Regions from separate parts of the Sus scrofa genome. Here region 2 is linked to region 1. Evidence: chromatin contacts called from public Hi-C data. All regions are on one chromosome and are shown on one strand. Each heading gives the region's core, a stretch centred on a gene start, on an enhancer-like site or on the middle of the called end of the contact. The rest is flanking DNA. Distances are from core to core; before and after follow the strand shown.

Region 1 (3,153 bases), core at 442-2,941:
AGAAAATTGCTCCTTGTACAGTTCTGCAAACTGAAAAAAGGCAGTTTAGATACTGTTAGTTTCAGGAGAGAAAGGGAAGTGAGAAAATTTAAGATTAAGTGAGGAAGCCTGGTCAGGGATAGGTTATAAACAGTTTTGATGAAACACACCCTGACGAAATCTTTGCCCTGCAGAGCCAGATAAAATCTAATAGCTGCAGATCAAACAGTTAATACAAGGCACACATATATTGCATTAAAAGGTAATTATCTATGACCCATCTGTCCCTTCTGGGCTTCCAATCAGTCCAGTTTCTAAGTGCCTGGACAACATTCCACCTCTAAGTCCAGTTAACCATTGTCACTAGTCCTCATTAATGTACCCTGCATTTTGTCCTTCCTAAACCTGCAGTGCAATGTAGAATTTAGTTCTACATCTGACTGTATTCTAAACCTTCCTTATAACTCAGGCAAATGAGAAACAGGATTGTCTCTTTACCCTTGATTCCCATTTTATTGGTTGTGTTTTTTTTGTTTGTTTTTTGGGGTTTTTTGGTTTTTTTTTTTTTTTTTTTGTCTTTTTAGGGCTGCACCTGTGACATATGGCGGTTCCCAGGCTAGGAGTCAAGTTGGAGCTGTAGCTGCCAGCCTGCACCACAGCCAGGAGGGATCTGAGTCACGTCTGAGAACTACAGCACAGCTCACGGCAATGCGGGATCCTTAACCCACTGAGCAAGACCAGGGATCGGATAGGCAACCTCATGGTTACTAGTCGAGTTTGTTAACCACTGAGCCACGACTGGAACTCCGGATTTCCCACTTCAGTGTCCTAGCCGTTGTCAAGGGTCAGGAAATTCTTGGAAAATGTAATCGTTTCTGCTGCAGCTGAGCCCCCTCGCCCCCCACCAGCCAATTTAATTTTAATCTTTAAAACAGAGATGATTAACTCTTGGAGATAGAATGAACTGAAGAGATTTCTAAAGGAAAATAAATCTTCACTTCCTATTCACTCCCTTTTTTTTTTTTCCCTTCTGTTGCCTGAAGGCTGGATTATCTCAACCCTTAATTCTCCGATTCTCGTTTTCTCCAGTCTGTCGCTGCAACCCATAGACCAGGTAGAGGACTGGGAACAGGATAGACAGGGTCAGTCATCAACACTTTCATTCCAAATAGGGTAATTTCCTTTCCTTTTGTAAGGACAGCGAGAAAAAAAAAAAAAGGGAAGGATAAGGAATGTGCTTAAAGTATGAAAACTAGGGAAAGCTGACAAATGAACATGTAGGATTTCCAGGCCAAATCCTGCCCAAATTGTCCGAATGGTGTGTAAGGGAATCCCGACCCTCCACAACCCCTCAACTTCGCGACTCCAGCTGCCTCCAATACGAAGTAATTGGCGGTGCGGCTCTGCATGACGTCATACCACAGGCACTCCAATCCCACGTGGGGGAGCTCCCGGTCCCGCCTCTCTCCTTTAAATGGTACGCCGCGCCTCCTTCTCTTTCTAGCTAATCATATGCTGCTCTTTAGCCTTTTTCCTTCTTTTCCCGCCATCCCACACCGCTCATCTTGGCACTCTGGTCCAATCAGCAAGGTCCTGCCTCTCCCGAGCCCTTTCCCTTACCCGCGGAAGGGGGCGGGGCTTCGAGCGTTTGACTCCACCTTGGTCTATGCGGCGCGGACCAACCCGAACCATCAGGATGAGGGGGCGTGGCTTTAAGTCCCCTCCCCCATTCTGGGGTTTTTGGTTCGTAAGAGGGGAGCTGGTCGCAAGGCTAGGCAACCTCTAGTCGGTCTCTGGGCCGGGCGTGTCCTCCCAGAGGCGGCACCATGGAGCGCTCTCCTGGAGACCGCTCCAGTCCCGTGGACCAACCCTACGCTCCCTCCGACCCCCCTGACCAGCCCCCCGTTGCTCCCACAAAGCCGGACCAGAGTTCTGGGAACCAACCTGCTGGACCAGGCGCGGCGGGTGAGGCCCTGGCTGTGCTGACTTCCTTCGGGCGGCGGTTGCTGGTGCTGGTGCCGGTGTACCTAGCCGGGGCCATGGGACTCAGCGTGGGTTTCGTGCTCTTCGGCCTCGCCCTCTACCTGGGCTGGCGCCGGGTCCGCGAGGAGAAAGAACGGAGCCTTCGAGTAGCGCAGCAGCTCCTGGAGGATGAGGAGCGGCTCACGGCGAAAACTCTTTACATGAGCCAGCGAGAGCTACCTGCCTGGGTGAGCGACCACCCTCAGTCCTCGGTGCAGCATAACCCCCTTTGGCCCCTCAGTCCTAGGGCTCTTCCTGCCTATCCCTAAAGTCAGCTTCCCACCTTGGGTTGATGGGCCCCAGACTTTCCCCTGTGGCCCGCTAACCGCCTGCCTTCTGGGACGCGCCACTCTTGGGACCTACTGTTCATTATCCCCCCTCCCCCTTTCCGCACGCCCGGATCCCGATTCTTTCATGGAATCAAGACTTCTTCCTCTACGCTTGGGCAAGAGCAGTAATAACATCTGGGGAGCCCGTCTCAGCCGTGGCTCTTCCCTCAACCAAGCCGCTCAAAGGCCCCTCCTCGTTTCTGGTGCCACTCACTCTTGGGCATCCCCAGTCCCGCTCAGAGGGTGCCCTCATCTTTCCTGTCTTCCCCAAGATTTTTTTTTTTTTCTTTTAACCTATTTAAGCCGATAAGGTTGTTCTCCCTTTCCCGCTCTTGTCCTCGGGTATCCCGGGAGCATTGCCCCGTCGAGGCCCCCCGCACCTGGACGCACCCTAAGGCCCTCGTCTTCCAGCCTTAGGCGGCCTGGCCGCAGCGCAGCGGAGGCGGCTGCTGGACAAAGGGCGGGGTGCTGGGGGGGAGGGTAATGCGACTGCTGCAGTGCCCGCTACCCACACTCCACCGCCCCGGCCCCACCCTTTTCCGGACTGGGCTGCGCTTGGCTTGTTTGGTTGGGGCCAGGACCCTATTCCTACAACCCCCTATCTCGTGGTGAGGAACTCAGATGGCTCAGGCCTTGCAGAGGCCGAGCCGTTACCTGGCCCCTCCCCGGCCCTCCCTTCCTGCTCCTCCCAGCAGAAGTGCCACTCTAGGGGGAATCAAAGTTGACACTAGGCAGAGAGAGTCAAGCTTCCCAGACCCTGGACTCGGGAGAAATGGTCCCACAGGACTTGTAGCCCAGGCAGCAACGGTCTCTGTTCCTCCTC
Region 2 (3,153 bases), core at 412-2,911, 290 kb after region 1:
TACATTTAAAACAAAAAAGCCCCAATTCATATCAAGGATAACAGTGGCCTGAGCAAGGGACATATCCACAGCATGGGTGGTTGTAATGCTAAAGCAGGGAAATTTTATTGGGCTGGCCAGCAGAATGTTGAGATCTTGAGGAAACTGGGGCTCTCCCACCTGAAGTGAACAGTCTGAAACGCAGGGATGTAGAATATCAAGAAAATAAAAATGTTAAAAATGTAGGCCCGCCATAATCACCCATCTCCTAAGTTCCATTCTGAACCAAAATAGTGATATTTCTCTGTTGTTAAACCTTCCATTGCCAGCGCTGAAAACACAAAACCAACATTTATAGTACTCAGTATTTATTAGTACAACCACTTACCCAGTGGTTGCTATTTGTCAAGATGTATCCTAGATTGTTCTCTGGTTTAATTTTTACTAGGGCCTGACGGCTAGACATTTTTCTGTTCTACAAGTGAAACCATTAAGGCTTAGAGAAGTTAACTGATTTGCCCAAAGCCAAACAGAGGAGCCGGGTTCGAATCCAATTATTGCTTAATTCTTTTTTGTTGTTGTTGTTGTCTTTTTGCCATTTCTTGGGCCGCTCCCCGCGGCATATGGAGGTTCCCAGGCTAGGGGTCGAATCGGAGCTGTAGCTGCCAGCCTACGCCAGAGCCACAGCAACGCGGGATCCGAGCCGCGTCTGCGACCTACACCACAGCTCACGGCAACGCTGGATCGTCGACCCACTGAGCAAGGGCAGGGACCGAACCCTCAACTGAATGGTTCCTAGTCGGATTCGTTAACCACTGAGCCACGACGGGAACTCCTAATTACTGTTTAATTCTAAGATCTGTACGTCTAGCCATTTTGCTACATCCTTTTTCTAAAGATCCTATTTAGTTAAAACGTGAGCAGCTTTCCTCTCTGCAGAAAAACTTTATAAATTGGACCAAGCACGGGTGAAACCAAACAGAACTCACTAAAATGGCGGCTCCCTGCCAGGCGCTGGCTCCCCTACGTCATCACACCGCGCGACGCCCCTTGCGCGCAACGTGTGATGGGAACCCGCGGGAGGAAAGCAGGGTCTCAGATGGGGGGCGTGTCCTCTTCATCCGGAGCGCAAGATGGCGCTGCCCTTTGCACGTCCACTGTGCCTGTGCCGCTGGGGAGCCAAAAGGTTAGGGATTGCTGCCGCGGAAACCCGCAGAGGTAGGATTACCCCCTTTTATTCTCTTTCACTTCCAAGGTAGTTTCGGTCTGTTATTCTTAGAGCCTGCTCAGAGAAACAACTCCAGTCCCTTCGATTCGTTTCCCCTCCCCCATCTGCGTTGGTCTTGAGATTCCAAACTTGGGACCTTCTCTGGTTTCCTTAAATTCTAGGGCTTTCCCAGTCCAAGCTTTTCGGCTTCTTGGGCTATCCATACTAAAGTGCCCCCACTGTCGTTCTCGCTTGAAATTCTGATTCACGTTTCCTGGTAATCTCATGACTGTCTGCTTCAGATCAGAATATGTGTATGTCGCTAGCTCTAGAGTTCTAGCTCACCTCATTATCCCGTTTCTCTTCTCTGCCCGGCAGGCGTCAGTTTCAAACTGGAAGAAAAGACAGCCCACAGCAGCTTGGCCCTCTTCAAAAGTGACACAGGTGTCAAATATGGCATGGTGGGATTGGAGCCCACAAAATTGGCCCTGAATGTGGAGCGCTTCCGGGAGTGGGCAGTGGTGTTGGCAGACACAGCGATCACCAGTGGCAGACACTACTGGGAGGTGACAGTGAAGCGCTCACAGCAATTCCGGATAGGAGTGGCAGATGTGGACATGTCCCGGGATAGCTGCATCGGTGTTGACGACCGTTCCTGGGTGTTCACCTATGCCCAGCGCAAGTGGCACACCATGTTGGCCAACGAGAAGGCCCCTATTGAGGGCATTGGGCAGCCAGAGAAGGTGGGGCTGCTGCTGGAGTATGAGGCCCAGAAGCTGAGCCTGGTGGATGTGAACCGGGTTGCTGTGGTCCATACACTACAGACAGATTTCCGGGGTCCAGTGGTGCCTGCCTTTGCCCTTTGGGATGGAGAACTGCTGACTCACTCAGGGCTTGAGGTACCAGAAGGCCTCTAATATGTCCATCACTGAAGTCCCTAATCATGCTCTTGGCCAGCCTCCTGCTCAAAAAGTGTCCGAAACCTTTTAATTGTGGCCCAAGCAAGTACCAGCTCCCACCTGTCACTAGTTCAGTGACAGGTCCTCTGTGCAATATCTCAGTCGTCTTTGTTTCCCGTCCTGTGAAAGGTAGGCATACAGCCAGCCACCCTCTCCCCTCCCCCAAACTACTGCCAATTTCCTAGGCTACCATGAATGTACTTTCTCAGACTGTATTCAGTCCTGGAGTCTTACCTTTCAGCTTTGTTAGAATTTATTCATCACTGTGCTACCTCTTCCTCCCTTTGCCCACACATAACTTGTTTTGGGGGCTCTACGGAATCTCTCCAGAGTAAATCCTTTCTACCTCTGGCTGAAGGAGTGGTGCAGTCAATGACTTGGCCCTTTCTGTACAGTACACAGAGTCTGGGCTCTGGCTCCCTCAGAAAGTGCTTTACAGACTGTGTCAGAATGTTAACAGCCTTCCTTTCTATATCTCAATGTTACAGACTCTCAGCCCCACACAGCTGTAGCTCTTCTCACCCCGAGTCCATCTGCCTTAATTTGTAAACCTCTAACGCCTGGTCAGTCTTGTAGTCATTGGGCCAGTTAAAATCATGACTGGGGGGAAGAGACACTTGGGGGATGCTGAGGGGATTAGTGCTAGAAACTTTATTCTTGAGAAGTTCTGTCTTCATTTCTGCTATAGTTGTAACTTCCAGAGGGAGGAGGGAGGCCTGAGGTCTTGCACAGTCCATTTTGGGGCCTGCCCAGACCCAAGCATTTACTTGGCAGCAGAATACACTTAACCTAAAGCAGTATTTGGGATTGAGGAAAACTTTGTGGGGTGAGTATGTATGTAAAATATGTATTGTTGGGCTTTTTCTGACCCTGTGGTTCCATCTTATTCTACCTTTATGATGGTGATGCAGCTGGATGCCCCTAGGAGAGAAAGAGAAGGACTGGGTCTAGCAAAAATGATTTGTGTAATTAAAGTTTATTTGAGCACAAAATACTTTCTCTGTCTAT

The links. A called contact is a pair of places that touch in the nucleus more often than the background predicts.
Region 2: a Hi-C map of fetal liver shows a contact between it and region 1, with 1.7 times the contacts expected there. The contact joins the promoter of MIP here to the promoter of ESYT1 in region 1. A contact is called at or near these places in 1 of 5 promoter capture datasets (fetal liver), 8 of 47 Hi-C or Micro-C datasets (alveolar macrophages, embryonic fibroblasts, fetal liver and 5 more) and 2 of 2 datasets of contacts at active chromatin or transcription factors (alveolar macrophages and skeletal muscle).

What each region holds. Positions count from the first base shown.
Region 1 is chr5:21,516,265-21,519,417 of Sscrofa11.1, forward strand. It overlaps ESYT1 (extended synaptotagmin-1), which reads left to right and starts at 1,692. Exons shown (of 32, transcript XM_003126262.4): 1 at 1,692-2,189. The coding sequence starts at 1,806.
Region 2 is chr5:21,803,303-21,806,455 of Sscrofa11.1, forward strand. MIP (lens fiber major intrinsic protein) reads right to left here and starts at 1,662. Exons shown (of 6, transcript XM_021092895.1): 1 at 1,532-1,662. SPRYD4 (SPRY domain-containing protein 4) reads left to right here and starts at 1,043. Exons shown (of 4, transcript XR_002344303.1): 1 at 1,043-1,197; 2 at 1,565-2,274. GLS2 (glutaminase liver isoform, mitochondrial) reads right to left here. Exons shown (of 18, transcript XM_003481629.4): 18 at 3,103-3,153.